Linked DNA regions of Mus musculus: all the other regions are linked to region 4. The links are chromatin contacts, called in public capture Hi-C and promoter capture Hi-C maps. All regions are on one chromosome and are shown on one strand. Each heading gives the region's core, a stretch centred on a gene start, on an enhancer-like site or on the middle of the called end of the contact. The rest is flanking DNA. Distances are from core to core; before and after follow the strand shown. Region 1 holds the start of Nat2 (N-acetyltransferase 2 (arylamine N-acetyltransferase)). Region 2 holds the start of Psd3 (pleckstrin and Sec7 domain containing 3). Region 3 has its middle 62 kb from the start of Psd3. Region 4 holds the start of Atp6v1b2 (ATPase, H+ transporting, lysosomal V1 subunit B2). Region 5 overlaps Gm15991 (a long non-coding RNA gene).

Region 1 (2,700 bases), core at 13-2,512, 1.6 Mb before region 4:
CAATAAACCCATTATTGCCCAGTAATCCAGCCCAGAGACCTCTTGAATACCCTTCTCCATGCAGATTCCAATGCCAGGCCTCTAGTTTGCACTGCATAGCCAGTATTCCTCTCAGTCCTCGTCTGGTAGTGATCATATTAAGGTAAACGGAAAAGCAAGAGCTGAGATATTACCAAAGCTATAGGTTACATTGCCACAGTGATGCTTGCTTTATCTTGTGTTTGTGGAAATGGGCTCGTGTAGCCCAAGCTGGCGTTGAACTTGCTGTGTAGCCCAAGATGACCTTGAGTTCTTGATGGTCTCCCTTCACTTCTCAAGTGCTAGGATTGTGGGTATCAGCCACAGGGTAGCTGTTTTGTTGTTGTTGTTGTTGTTGATTGGGCTTTGGTTGTAGGAATGTAAGAGTTTGGAAGTTCTAGTTTAGGTATAAAACTATACAAGCAGATTGCCAACCAGTGGTTGTTGTTAACAAAGGAAGCAAAATCCCTCAGAACCATGCAGAGAGGTATTGCTGTGCATGCGTCACAGTGACCCAACTGAGCAGATAGAAACTGGGGATATAGTTCTATAACTCACTTCTCCTCACCTGAGCCACACCCGACTACATGCCACCAAGCATAAATTTAGGAATCTATTTTGACAACCCAGAATATAAGAACAGTGTGTGCCAAGGAGTCTTTAAATTATAGTGTACAGGGAAATAGCTAAGAAACAGCAAGCATTATCTACAAGAATCATTAGTATAAATCGAAAACAGAAATACATAGGACAGTTGTCGTTTTTTTGCAACCCATATCCGGACACACGTCATACACATTCCACAGTGTCTTTGGATAGAGCAGTAAAAGGACCTGAAGATGAGAAATGAAAAAGAAATAAGGGGGAAAACAAAACTTAGTGGAAGGAAAGGCATACATTAGGAATGTGGGTGACATGTGGTAACCGCTTCCTCCTCTACGTCCTTGATCTGCTTTGCAAGAGCCTATTTCAAGCTCTGACCTCTCACAGGCTCCCAGAGATCATAAACTCTGTGAAATGCAAACCTATCACGAGAAATGCAAAAATATCATGATATCTCACGCAAAGAACGGACTAGAGAAAGAGTTCACCAGGGTTAAGTGAAGCCCTACAACTACATTTCCCAGAGATCCTTGAGATGGTTTAAAAAAAAACTAAGCATAAGGGGCGGAGCAACTTGAACAGCCAATAAGAGCTCTTCCTTTGCAGACCAGGGAACTGAAACTCACTCAGCTTACTTCCTGGTCCGCCCGGTTGCAGTCCTGGTAGCGGGTAAGTGGGGGCTCCCTAATAGATTTGGAAATCAGGATTTCTTCCTCTTCCAGAAGGAAGACCGGGAGAGAACAGCACAACACAGTCCTGACTTTCCAGGCCCAAGTTCTTTTAGAAAGTTTGGGTGGCACATACTTCGAAGCCAAGCTAGGAATACTTTGCAGTACACAGGTGATTCTGACAAATGTTTTGTTTAAGTAGGTGACAGGCAGCCACATTCTATTAGATTTGAAGAGCCATTTAGTTCCTTTTATGCTGTTTCCTTATCAGTCACAAATGAACTAGTAATGGTGTTTACTTAAAGGGTTTCTGAGCGTTCAGGAGGTGCGTTAACAGCATAGGAAACCAATCCCTCCAATTTGTTCCCTCTGGGACTCTTTAACAATGTCATTCACTGCATTTCCAGAGGAACTCTTGGAAGTACTTTTGTCATGCTTGAAGAAGGGTAAGTGTGTAGGGTCTTAAGGAACACCAGAAAATCGACTACTTCCTGTGACTTAAGACTGAGACGTTACCTTGGAACACAGTCGACAGGTTTACTCAACAGTGTGGTGCCAGCTCATGCCAAAAGTCCTCGGAGCTAACGCCCCGTGACCCATGGACCCTGATATCATGAACTCTATTCTGTACTTTGGGCATAATGTCAACTACATTGCTTGGCTCTTTTCTGTTAACAGTTCTGCTCTTTCTCCAGCTCCGGTTTGACTGCCTCAGACTCAAAGCAACTGACTCCACCCCGACTTTAAAAAACAAAAAACAAAAACAGACAAATGCCAACTCTGATTTTATTATATTTTATTTTTTTAAGCTTCCTGCTAAAGACTAACTGTATGGTTTTACCATTTTTATCCATGGCGCGTATTTCTCTTGCCCTTTGCTAACCCTATTAGATTGTTTGCCTAGTAGCATCCCCTGCCTCTGCCTGGCTGTTGGAGGCCTTTACTCGCAGCCTTGGATGCCATGTAGGTTTTCTGTAACCGAAGTGCAGCTTGTTAGTGCTCTTTGCATATGGCCAAGCCAACAAGTCTAGTGTCTTCCACCCAGTTAATCAAAAAGATGGCTTAGGGTTGTCAACAGAGTTGGATTCTGTGGGCTTCAGGAAGAGAAATGAAAGAGAAAAGAAAAGGAATTAAGGGAGAAAATAGTACACATACAAAATTACAAGCAGTCCATTAGCTCTCATTACAACTTCACTGAATATCAGCAGTAATCCATGCAATAAATATATCGGCCCCTAATGGTGAATCCTCCTTCTAGTCTGACTACTGTCAGAAACCTATCATAGCTTTCTCCATCCGGATTGATCTTCTCTATTTTTTTTTCCTATGTTGGCTTCTTGTTCACAATTCCATTTGGCAAAGAATAAGGAGTTCTCTTACTAAAACAACCAGAAATCAGTGTTTTACATGA
Region 2 (2,700 bases), core at 200-2,699, 1.1 Mb before region 4:
TTTTAAAACTGTGAGTGCCAATTGCCAAGCAGCTAGAGTGATTGGCCGTGATAGCCAACGACAGCTGTGGGCAAGGCAGGGTGAGGTTAGAGAAGCAGCCTCACTGAGCTGGGGCTAAGCCTCAGCTGATCCACACTGGCACTCCCATCAGAGTCTAAAGTCAGGTTTCGTCCTGCAGACTGACACGAACAATTCCAAGCACATCAACATTGACCGGTCAACAGAACGTTGAAACTTGGTTTCTCTAGAGAGAGAAATAAATCTTAAAATACTATAAAATGTTTTTGACAGATAGGAAAGACACACTGAGAAATAAGAAGACAGTTGCTATAAACTTCCTGGAAAGGCTGTGATGACTTCAGCGTCAACTCCAATGAGAATATCCTGAAGTCACCCCCACCCCCTCCAGGCTACTTCAGTTCCTGGCTGTGCTTCGGACAAAAGCAGCTTGGGTTCTTTAAGAGAAACTCCTCCCCATCCCATCCAACACTAAACTAAGGAATAGCCTGTTTCCTTCTTTCTGCCTAAATCATGCAGCACAGAAAGGGTGCTTGTTTCTATAGGATGATAGAATGCCCTGTTCCTGGGAAACCTGCTTGGGGACGGGGAATGAAAGGAAGTAAAATTATAGGTAAGCATGATACTCTACTCTCCACTTACATTTTTTTTTAAAAATTAGAACATTCAGCATCAGACACTAAAACAAATATTAAAAGCTAAAGCCAAGTGAGGTACTGGGCAAAGGCGTTCAGAGGCCCCCGTTGCATCTTTCCGTTTTCTGGGCAATTAAAGAGTGCTTGGCAGGGATGCCCCAGAATGAATGCAGTCTGCTCTTTTCTATGGCAGGATTCAGCAGAACTTGGGCTAGCCCCCAGAAGTCTCCTACTGGGATGGCCGAAAGACAACACAAGCAGTCAATAATACAGACGGAAAATGTCACAGCAGCATTGCACAAGAGATAGATAATATATATTTGCCTGCATAGACCTACAAATAGAGGTTACTCACAGAGATTACTGTAGCTCCAGCAGTTACCCATTGATCATAGAAAATGCCCAGTTCATCAGTTTAACGCTTGAGAAAAGTTAACGAGAAAAGAAGCAAGCTAATGCAAAATGTGCTGTTCTAGTCAACTGGAAGCAAATTAGTTTCAAATTTCCTGGAGGCCCCTCTTGCCCTGCACTGCACACGGTGATGTAAATGGAAGCACTTTGAGCACTTGGAACCAGAGCTGAGCCGAGCCCAGGAACTGCCGCCTCAGCCCCTCACAAAGGCAGAGCAGCCCGCTCTCCTGCTGTGCTCAGCCTCGGTCGCTCTCTACCTTGGTAGCTTACCGAAGACAGCCACTGTGGGGCTTTTCTATAATTGTCAAAACTACTTCCAAGGAGATAACTGAGATGTCGGGAGTTAGCTTTAATGTAACCATTCCCCCAGTGCAGCAGCAGGAAGCCGGCAGAGGCTCTGAGAGGATCGTACCATCCTGGGTGACATCAGAGGTGGGGCTGTCATCCTAGTATTATGCAGCATTTTCTCTGATGCTGGAATGACACACATGAACCGAGATGGGCCGGTTCCCTTTAAAAGCATTTAATTCTCACGCTGTTCCGACGGAAGAGGCAAATGCAAAAACACTGCCCAAAAGCTGCTTCCATGTCAATCCAGAGCTGACAGTCTTTATCTCACTTGTAAGTGCTGCTGCCACACAGTCATTTTACTAATGATTACATTACTGTTCCTGTGACAAATTAATATTTCACAGTAATTGATAGTAATTGGAAACGTCCCATGAAAAGATTCAAAGATGTTGTGATCCAGTTTTAAAAGCAATGGGATAAACTTTCACATCACCTACAGTACTTTGGATGCATGCAATACTTTTCAAGCAATCTCAGTAAAAGCACTCCTTTTGTAAATAATAATATAAAATTAATACATAGTTAGTAACATAACACTGACTCTTGGACTTGATATAAATATTAAAAATAAATCTTGGGTGGAGAGTGTCCATTTGTGCTACAGCGCCTACCTAACCCTGAGTTTGATTCCCCAACACTGGAAAAAATAAAAAGTAAGTAACTCATCTTCAGTATCATTAATATTGCAATCAGCATGAGAAACACAGACACTTCAAAAAACTTTCCTATTTCATACACTCAGTAACCAGCAACCAAGAGCCAGAAAATGTGCTCACTTTAATTTATAAAAAATATTAATTTATAAATTTTATTTTAATTTATAAAAAATGAATGGCCACTTTTATAAATAATATAATTAGGTTAGAAAATGTGTAGTAATATGCTAGACACTGCACTAAGAAGTTTCATTTTGTGAATCCTTCTATCCCCCAGAAGTCTCTACAATAGCTACTATTATGAACCCATTTTATTGATGAGACTACTAAAATACAAAAGAGGTGTGAGTCTTGTCAGATCAGATGAGTAAAAGAGGCACCACTGGAAGGGACTCAAACTCAGACACTACGGCTCGAAAGCTCAGCCTCTGTACCACCAAGCTACACTTCCCACAAGTCTGCATGCCAAGAAAGAATTCTGAAAGAAATGTTCAGGGTTTGAAACTACAACAAACCAAGTAGGCCCATCTCTCAAGAAGACCAATTCATACGCAGGGGACAAAGATCAGATGGTGTATCTAGGGACAGCAGACTTGGTGACAGAAATGAAGCTGAGAAGTCCAGCTTGA
Region 3 (2,700 bases), core at 166-2,665, 1.1 Mb before region 4:
AATTGTACATAAGGTCAAAATCCTCCTTAAAGCACAAACAGCAAATTCAAAACAGAAGAAATATTAACTACAAATAAGCATGCCAAAAATATTTAAATCTTAACACATACTCAAAGAAATGTAGATGAGTCAAGATTTTCTAAATAATAAATAATACCATGGATTATTGGGAAATGGGTATTCAATCATGCCCTCAAGATCAAGTTTCTTATAACCCACTAATTACAAGAATAAAGTGCATACTTACTTCCATCTACCATTCATATAAGAAGTTTCCTAAGAAAACAAGTAGTATTATTGAATATCATAATGAAAAGCTGAAAGTAAAAGTTTCACTATTATGTAGTGGAAATCTATAATCATTAAAAAGCTTATGCTGAAAAGGTATTTGCAATGTATATGAATTTTTTTTCTTTACTTTAAACTGTCCATGGAAATCACTTAAAACAGCTGGAGAAATGGTTCAATAGTTAAGAGCACTTGCTGCTCTTACAATGTACCCGGATTCAGTTCCCTGCACTCACAACATCATTTCACAACTACAAGTCACTATAGCTCCAAAGAACCACACACCTTCTTATGGTCTCTGCAGACATAGGCACACGTATGATATATATACATACATGCTGGGCCTCACACATACACACAAAAATAAATAAGTTTATTTTTAAGTCATTTTAAAAATAAACTCTCCAAGAGAAAAAAATGAATTAAGGTATAGCTATGGTTTGAATTTTTCTCCTTCAAAACTCATACTGAAATTCAACTGCTGTGTGACAATATTACGAAGAAAGTCTACTGGGGGATGATTTCACACACTATGTATGCATACGCTGAGTACTGTGCCCAGAGATCTGATTGCAGTCTGGACACAGGCATTGCTAAGCATCTCCTATTTCAATGTTATGCAAAAATTGTTTTCTGCCACTTCTGACTGCTTAATAAAGAGCTTATCAGTCACTATCTCAGCAAGCTGGACCTCTAATTCCAGTGAGAGGATCTTGAGTGGAAGGAAGAGAGAGAGAATTTTACTTGAGAAGTAGTCATGAGAGAGTCGAGGAGGACACAGATGGAGCTGGAACAATCAGAGAGACACTAAGATGGCAGATAAGGCCACGTGGCTGGGAAGCTGATGGGAAGGAGGCCAGGCCAGCAAGGTAGGGTTAAACTAAATGAGAACCTTTTTAATAAATATACCAGGTCTCCATGTCATTATTTCAGAGCTAGGGTGGGTGTAGAAAAGCCCAGAACTTTTACAACAGGCCTGTAAGTGGTGGCTAGGTCATAAGAACTATGCCTTGTGTGTGGATTAGTGCAGTTATGGCAAGGGTCACTCAGTAAGATATACTGTCTTATGCATGCTTCTCTGCCTATTTCCATGTCATAACTCAGTATGAAGGCCTGTGACATGTACAGGCTTGCCACCCTCCAGAGCCAGGTGCCAAATGAACTTCTACTGTGTACAGATCACCTGGTCTGTAAGTGTTATGCCACAGAAAACGAGCTAAAGGAATTTAAAGGAAAAGTAACACAAATGACCAGTAAACATATATTGTTCAACCATACTTATCAGTCAATGCTGATGGCATGCTGGGCATACCATTTTTTTAACATCTTAAGGGTTGTCACAACTGAGGCTTAGCTTAAAAGAAGAACTTCATGGTCTCATAGTGCAAGTGTATGTAGCCATGAGAAATGTTTACTAATATCAGCAGTGCCTCAGTCCTCAGTACTGGGACGACAGCCACCTGATCTCTTGACATTTGACACATAAGTATGAGTAGTCAAGACCATATCTCTAGGATGGTTGTCGTCAAATCTTAGATGTCATATACTTATAGTATTATAGGAGGAGAATCTATAAATCTCTCCAGGCCTTATTTTATTCAGGTATAACAGAGACAATAACAGTGTGTGATTCATAAGGATCCTTTAAGGACTAAATAAATTTCCAGTAGAATGTGAGGTCCACATCACCAGCAGTAAAAGAAATAACTAATTTTATTATGCAGTACTTAAATTTATCATTCAATACAAACTAGTAGTACAAGAATACTGGTGTTTATCACTGAAAGTATCTGTACACAATGAAACTGTCCATCAATACTGAACTAGAAAATTAAACTGAAGCATATAATGAATATCTATATGGTTGTTATTGTGAGGTATCTCTATGCAGATTGATAAAGGTCTCTTAAGTTTATTATGTTATGTGTATGTGTGCTGCAAGTGCTGGGCATTGAGCTATATTTATTTTTTAAAGATAGAGAAGACTATATATGATGCCTTTTGTTTTATCAAAAATGAGTAGATTGTTAGAAAATATATTCTAAAACTGCCATACATTGAGGTTGACTGGTAATGTGTGTGTGTGTGTGTGTGTGTGTGTGTGTGTGTGTATGTGTGTGTCTATGCCTGTGTCCGTGTGTGTCTATGTCTGTGTGTGTGTATATGTGTGTGTGTGTGTGTGTGTGTGTGTGTGTGTGTGTGTGTGTGTGTTAAAACCCGAAGAGTATAAAATGTATCTTAAGAACAGTCTTATGAGACAAGCCATCTGAATCCTAGTCTCGGTTCAGGTATTACTAGCTGTATTTTGGGATATATTTAAACACCTAGCCCCAATAGAACAGGATTAATGCTAATGCCTACTCCTATGGATTCTCTGGGAAGAAGCTGACACATAAAAAAGCCTTTAGTACA
Region 4 (2,700 bases), core at 91-2,590:
TCAGTGCTCTTAACCACTGAGCCATTTCTCCAGCCTCTCAAATTTCTTTTTTTTTTAATTGTGAAATATTTACATAATATGTCTTGTATATAGGCTGTAAGTCTATAGATAAAACTCATTTATATTCCATACATACCTCACATATATAGCCCAAAGGGAATTTTATAACAACATAGTAATTGGGCTGGAGAGGTGGCTCAGCGGTTAAGAGCACTGGCTGATCTTCCTGAGTTCAAATCCCAGAACCCACATGTGGCTCACAACCATCATGATGGGATCCGAAGTCCTCTTCTGGTGTGTCTAAAGACAGTAACAGTGTGCTCACATACATACAAATAAATAAATCTTTAAAAACAAAACAACAACATAGTAATTTTGTGAATGAGGCAAAGATCCATGCTTCCCAAACTGATAAGTTATAAACCTTACCGAAGGCCAGTCTAGACATCCTCTTGTGTATTTATCAACAAATCTATGGGGAACTAACACAAAGAAGTTTTTCAGTATGTTGCTCCGTCATAGCAAAGTTCTTGTTTTCCTCTTCTGTTCTTATATTGTAAAGAGAACAACAATCAATTTACTGTGTTGTTCGTTTCTCACAGGCTGGTTTTTCTTTTTGTTTTTTTTGTTTTGAAACATAGTTTCACTATGTAGCTCTGGCTGCCCTGGAACTCAGACCTTCCTGCCTCTGCCTCCTGAGTGCTGCGTTTAAAGGCTTGCGCCATCACACCAAGCCAACCGCTAGCTAATTTTATCACAGCCAAAGAAAAGAAACTAGAACCCTTTGTGCGTTCTAACCTCTTAACTGGTTTTCCAATCTGTTCCTAAGGTGGTCTTCCACACCATATACTCTTCGGATATGCAAGAAAGCCAAGTCTGTTCGAAAAGATCCACGAAAAAAAAAGAACTTGGTAGTAGGATAAACTGAAATAAATTTCGACACAAAGTTACCAATCATGGGACTAGGTTTTCTATCTTCTGCTTTCCAAGGTGTTTTCCACAGCTTGATTATGAACCTCAGTTGTCTGTATTTTCTTATGCACGTTTTCCTATCTCTTCCTTCCCTACATTCCAATGAATCTTTCTTTTTCTCGTGAATCCTCTCTCTTGTGTCAATTTTGCCCTCTGGCCCCTTTCGCTTCTCTTTTCCCGCTCCCAGCCTCAGATCCGCGCTCCCAGCACTCTGGTCAGCTCCCTATGCGCCTAGCATGCGCGCGCACCCTGCACCGCCCCCGCAGAGCTCCAGTCACGAGTCTGGGGGCGGGGCGCCGCCGAGAGGGCGGGGCCTCTGCCGCAGCTTCGAAGCGCGCATGGGTGGGGCCGGCCGCACGGGCCTCCCTGCTATATGTGCGCCTGCGCCGCGCTGCTGCGGGGCCAGTCGGGACGGAGGAGACAAGATGGCGTTGCGAGCGATGCGGGGAATCGTGAACGGGGCCGCACCCGAACTGCCCGTGCCCACCGGTGGGCCGATGGCCGGAGCTCGGGAGCAGGCGCTGGCGGTGAGCCGGAACTACCTATCCCAGCCTCGTCTCAGTGAGTACGGGAAAGTGAGCGTGTCCACCAAGCCCTTGGCTTGTGCTCTCACCTGTTCAGCCAGCGGGGAGGGAATGGGATTCATTTCCCCCATCGCTCAGTTCACAAGCACCTCTCCAGCTTTGCGTGAGCTTTTCCGTGACTTCGGTGGGCCGAGCGTGAGAGCACCGACTGGAACCTTCCCATGGGCTAAGTGGGCTCCTGATGATTGCCCTACCCGCTCCGAGTTCTCTGGGTATTGTCAGACACTGGTCTGTCTCTGAGGGCCACTTCTTGTCACTGTCTTCATCTGCTCCTGGCCTCATTTAAATGTCTTCGGGTCGAGGGAACGCCTACTCCGTCCCCCTTTGCCCCGTGGACCTCTGGGCAGGTGGACCGTGCAGAAGGTGTAATGTCATCGCTGATGTGGGCAGGCCCCGCGGCTAGAGGGAGATGTGGCTTATTCTGTAGGGAACCGCTTCACTGGAGGACACCTAGATACCGGAGAACCTTAGAGCTGAAAAATACCCTAGTCGTGCAGTCCCACCCTCTCGTTTTACAGGCGAGACGCCTAAGGTTCTGGAAAGGAGAAGCCATGCCTGGCTTCAGACATCTAATTATTGGGAAAAGAGGAACCAAAAATCGAGTTTCTTAATCCTTTGCTTGGTCTTCTGTTGTTTATTCGTTTACTGACCAGCTAACCAAACGCAGTTAAATGGAAGGTTGCTTTCCACTGTTATGTTCATAGGCTTAAGTGTAGTGATCATAAAAGACCTCAATAAGCCATGTTTAGACAAGCCAGTCATTCCCAAATGGCTCTTGTTGGCTGAAGCTTTCGGTTGTATAGAATCAAACCTCTTCACGGCTCCCTTAAAGCCAGGCAGAGAGCTTTGAAAGAAGACTTTTTTTTTTCCTCTTTTTTAAGTATCTGTTGTTTTCCTGAAAATAAGGTTCCATTTGCACAGGTTAATTGGCAGCTTGGCTCTGTGGGTGGCTCATTGGTTAAAAGCGTTTCAGCTGAAGGGTTTTAGCTAGGCGCCCTCCAGCCTGACTAATCCTGTCCTGAGCTGTCAGTGGGTCATGTGATAACACTGCAGCGAGGGGAAGGGAAAAAAAAAACACACACACACACACATTGGAGAGTGGATTGCTGAGGTGTGCCTTTTAAGCATTTTTTTAGAATAATTG
Region 5 (2,700 bases), core at 117-2,616, 1.1 Mb before region 4:
AAAAACCAAATGAAGAAGGGATGAACCTTGGCTGAAGGTGTAGAGAAAGTACTCGCAGCATGTGCAAGATCATGGCTAAAGAGCTGTGTTAGCAGTGGAGCCCTGGAAGATGGTGAGGAGAAGAGCTGACCCTCCCAATTTCTTTTGCCCTGTATAATTTACTCAAGACAATATTTCTTACACATACATACACATTGTTTTAGACCTAAAAGCCTAAAATTCACATTATACTTAAGATAACATATATACTATTTTAAAATAGAAAATAAGTATCTATATCTAGCAGACTAAAAGTGAATCAGCCCATTTTCCTAATCAAATTTGGCAATAAGAATATAAACCAGAGCTGGGCGGTGGTGGCACACGCCTTTAATCCCAGCACTCGGGAGGCAGAGGCAGGCGGATTTCTGAGTTCGAGGCCAGCCTGGTCTACAAAGTGAGTTCCAGGACAGCCAGAGCTATACAGAGAAACCCTGTCTCAAAAAACAAAACAAAAACAAAAACAAACAAACAAACAAAAACTATATATATATATAACCAGAACAATCTTTCTGCTAGGCAGTTCGATAAATGGAGACTTTCATTTAGTTAAGGTATAAAACTATCCTATTACATATGGTAGAACATGCCTGGAATCCCAAAACTCAGGAAGATGAGGCAGGAGAACAGTAAGTTAGAGGCAATCCTAGGGTGTATAATAAAATTTGCTCCCTGACCCTTATAAAAAAAAATCTGGTCAATAAATAAATACAGAAATAGACAACAAAAAACTACCACAGAGATCTGTACCAATGCACTCTTCAGTTAATTGAACACTGAGCAAATGAACACAACACTCCTATCTGGAACAAGAAAATAGACATGATATGAGAGGTGACTGCTTGGGATTCAGGATGTGCTCTCTCTCTGTGTCTCTGTCTCTCTGTCTCTCTGTGTCTCTCTCTGTGTCTCTGCCTCTGTGTCTCTGTCTCTCTCTGTCTCTCTCTGTGTCTCTCTATCTCTGTGTCTCTGTCTCTGTCTCTGTGTTTCTGTCTGTGTGTGTCTCTCTCTGTCTCTTCTCTTCTCTCTCTCTCTCTCTCTCTCTCTCTCTCTCTCTCTCTCTCTCTCACTTCCCTGTGGTAGCACTTGGTAGGCAGGGGCAACGGTAGGTAGATCATGAAGTAAAATCAGGCTCTAGTTGAGAAACCAAACACAAACCTGCCTCAGTTCCATTGCTCTTGCTGTGAGGAAAAAAAAAACACACACACACACACACTGACAAAAACCAGCCTGCCTTTCAGTTAATTCCAGATTATAGTGCATGACTGCAGGAGAGCCAAGGCAGGCACTGGAAGCAGCTGGTTATGTCCACATGCAAGAGAACACAGAAACTGTGCAAGCATGTTTCCTGCTCAGCTTCCTTTTTCTGTTCATGCGGATCAAAGTCCAACCCTACCTAGGGCAGCCCACATTCAGGATGAGCCGTCTTTCCACCTCAGTTGATTCATAGAAGAATCCCTCACAGGCACGCCCAGACCTAGACCATCCCTCACGGAGCTTCTCTCAGCAAATGTGTGGACTGAACAACCACACTAACTAGAATACTAGTACCCCACCCACTGTTTCAGTACTGAACAACCAAGCTAACTAGAATACCAGTACCCCACCCACTGTTTCAGTTCCAGTTCACCATCTGTAACTGAGCTCACAGACGCTCGCAGATTGTTTCCTGGCCATGTGCACATCTTCCCCATAGGTTCCTGCTGCATCACGTGGTTGACCCCAGTTTATGTTTACAGAAAACCATTCTGGAGTTTCAGAATATTCAGTTGCTCTCACTCTTTAGGTCTTGATATCTGCATTATAAATGCTGACTATCCTTCCCCATAGAGGTTCCTTGCTTTATGTAAATGATACTAATTGTGAGCTTGTCATTTTAGGGATTTATTTGTTAATGTAGAGCTTTATCTGTCATTCACTGCAAAAAAAAAAAGAAATTTTTTGCATTAAATTCTACAGCACTTTGTGACATTTCCTTATGTCATTTCCTAGACATTGCACAAACTAACAGTAGTGCCCTATCCCTACTTGGGCTTCAATTCCACAAGAAATCAATTTTGCCCTACCCTCAGAACTCTGGGAAAACTGGTATGTCAAGCCACTAGCTTCTAGGTAATGCACAACTTTTCTACTCAAAATTTCCATGCCCAGTGTCGAGTTTCGCAAAAACTCCATGCTCGATTCTTGTGCTGCTGCTGTGGGGCACCTGAATTATTCTCATCGGAGCAAGATCACCCTTTCCTGGACCTGATGATGGAGTCCAGCTTTCCTCTGACTCTGAATCCTCTGTCCAACACGGGGAACTTCCTCTCATTCTCTTCTGTCTACTCAAGGTCTGTTGTTTCTCATGTTCTGTCTCAGCCCCCAATGTACCATGCTGAAGGAATAATCCGAATACAGTCCATTCTTTAGAGGACATCACATTAACAGGAACCACTATATACTTCTTTAAGTTTAGATACTCCATACCATGAACTCAACTCTATAGCCCTAGGAGAATTACCAATTTGGGTACAATTACCATAAATGTTAAATGTTGACATCAAGAGAAATAAGGTGATGGACCAAGAACATTAAAAATATCATTTAATCCTTTAACAAGACTTAGTAGAAAACAGATCTTCAATTTATCAATATAATTTTTCTAAAATATTTCTAAAA

Evidence for each region. Promoter capture Hi-C pulls out the DNA fragments that hold promoters and counts their contacts. Capture Hi-C pulls out chosen DNA fragments and counts their contacts.
Region 1: a promoter capture Hi-C map of pre-B cells shows a contact between it and region 4, with 5 times the contacts expected there. The contact joins the promoter of Nat2 here to the promoter of Atp6v1b2 in region 4. A contact is called at or near these places in 2 of 39 promoter capture datasets (liver and pre-B cells).
Region 2: a contact with region 4 is called in a capture Hi-C map of macrophages, with 5 times the contacts expected there. The contact joins the promoter of Psd3 here to the promoter of Atp6v1b2 in region 4. A contact is called at or near these places in 6 of 39 promoter capture datasets (the 3T3-L1 cell line, 3T3-L1-derived adipocytes, HPC-7-derived erythroid cells and 3 more), 1 of 15 datasets of contacts at CTCF or cohesin (the NIH/3T3 cell line), 2 of 484 Hi-C or Micro-C datasets (cerebral cortex and cortical neurons), 3 of 115 datasets of contacts at active chromatin or transcription factors (astrocytes, fibro-adipogenic progenitors and stem cell-derived neural progenitor cells) and 3 of 9 other capture datasets (adipose tissue, liver and macrophages).
Region 3: a promoter capture Hi-C map of liver shows a contact between it and region 4, with 2.0 times the contacts expected there. The contact joins the enhancer-like site here to the promoter of Atp6v1b2 in region 4. A contact is called at or near these places in 8 of 39 promoter capture datasets (the 3T3-L1 cell line, 3T3-L1-derived adipocytes, HPC-7-derived erythroid cells and 5 more) and 1 of 115 datasets of contacts at active chromatin or transcription factors (astrocytes).
Region 5: a promoter capture Hi-C map of liver shows a contact between it and region 4, with 4 times the contacts expected there. The contact joins the enhancer-like site here to the promoter of Atp6v1b2 in region 4. A contact is called at or near these places in 8 of 39 promoter capture datasets (the 3T3-L1 cell line, 3T3-L1-derived adipocytes, the HPC-7 cell line and 5 more), 1 of 15 datasets of contacts at CTCF or cohesin (the NIH/3T3 cell line), 2 of 484 Hi-C or Micro-C datasets (cerebral cortex and cortical neurons), 2 of 115 datasets of contacts at active chromatin or transcription factors (astrocytes and stem cell-derived neural progenitor cells) and 1 of 9 other capture datasets (adipose tissue).

The regions. Positions count from the first base shown.
Region 1 is chr8:67,493,613-67,496,312 of GRCm38.p6, forward strand. Nat2 (N-acetyltransferase 2 (arylamine N-acetyltransferase)) reads left to right here and starts at 1,263. Exons shown (of 2, transcript NM_001168577.1): 1 at 1,263-1,290.
Region 2 is chr8:67,973,125-67,975,824 of GRCm38.p6, forward strand. Psd3 (pleckstrin and Sec7 domain containing 3) reads right to left here and starts at 1,450. Exons shown (of 16, transcript NM_177698.4): 1 at 1,009-1,450. The coding sequence starts at 1,039. The region is part of intron 3 of Gm15991 (a long non-coding RNA gene); the gene reads left to right.
Region 3 is chr8:68,035,431-68,038,130 of GRCm38.p6, forward strand. It overlaps a transcript of Psd3 not described here. Among named protein-coding and RNA genes, the nearest start is that of Psd3, 62 kb to the left of the region's middle. Within about 2 kb of position 1,416, at least 4 of the 459 cell types and tissues checked have an H3K27ac peak or open chromatin away from gene starts, as enhancers often do. A contact at or near this core is called in liver, where this site is marked.
Region 4 is chr8:69,087,396-69,090,095 of GRCm38.p6, forward strand. Atp6v1b2 (ATPase, H+ transporting, lysosomal V1 subunit B2) reads left to right here and starts at 1,341. Exons shown (of 14, transcript NM_007509.3): 1 at 1,341-1,533. The coding sequence starts at 1,398. Slc18a1 (solute carrier family 18 (vesicular monoamine), member 1) reads right to left here and starts at 1,827. Exons shown (of 17, transcript NM_153054.2): 1 at 1,586-1,827.
Region 5 is chr8:67,995,590-67,998,289 of GRCm38.p6, forward strand. All of the region lies in intron 4 of Gm15991 (a long non-coding RNA gene), which reads left to right. It also overlaps a transcript of Psd3 not described here. Among named protein-coding and RNA genes, the nearest start is that of Psd3, 22 kb to the left of the region's middle. Within about 2 kb of position 1,367, at least 52 of the 459 cell types and tissues checked have an H3K27ac peak or open chromatin away from gene starts, as enhancers often do. A contact at or near this core is called in adipose tissue and liver, where this site is marked.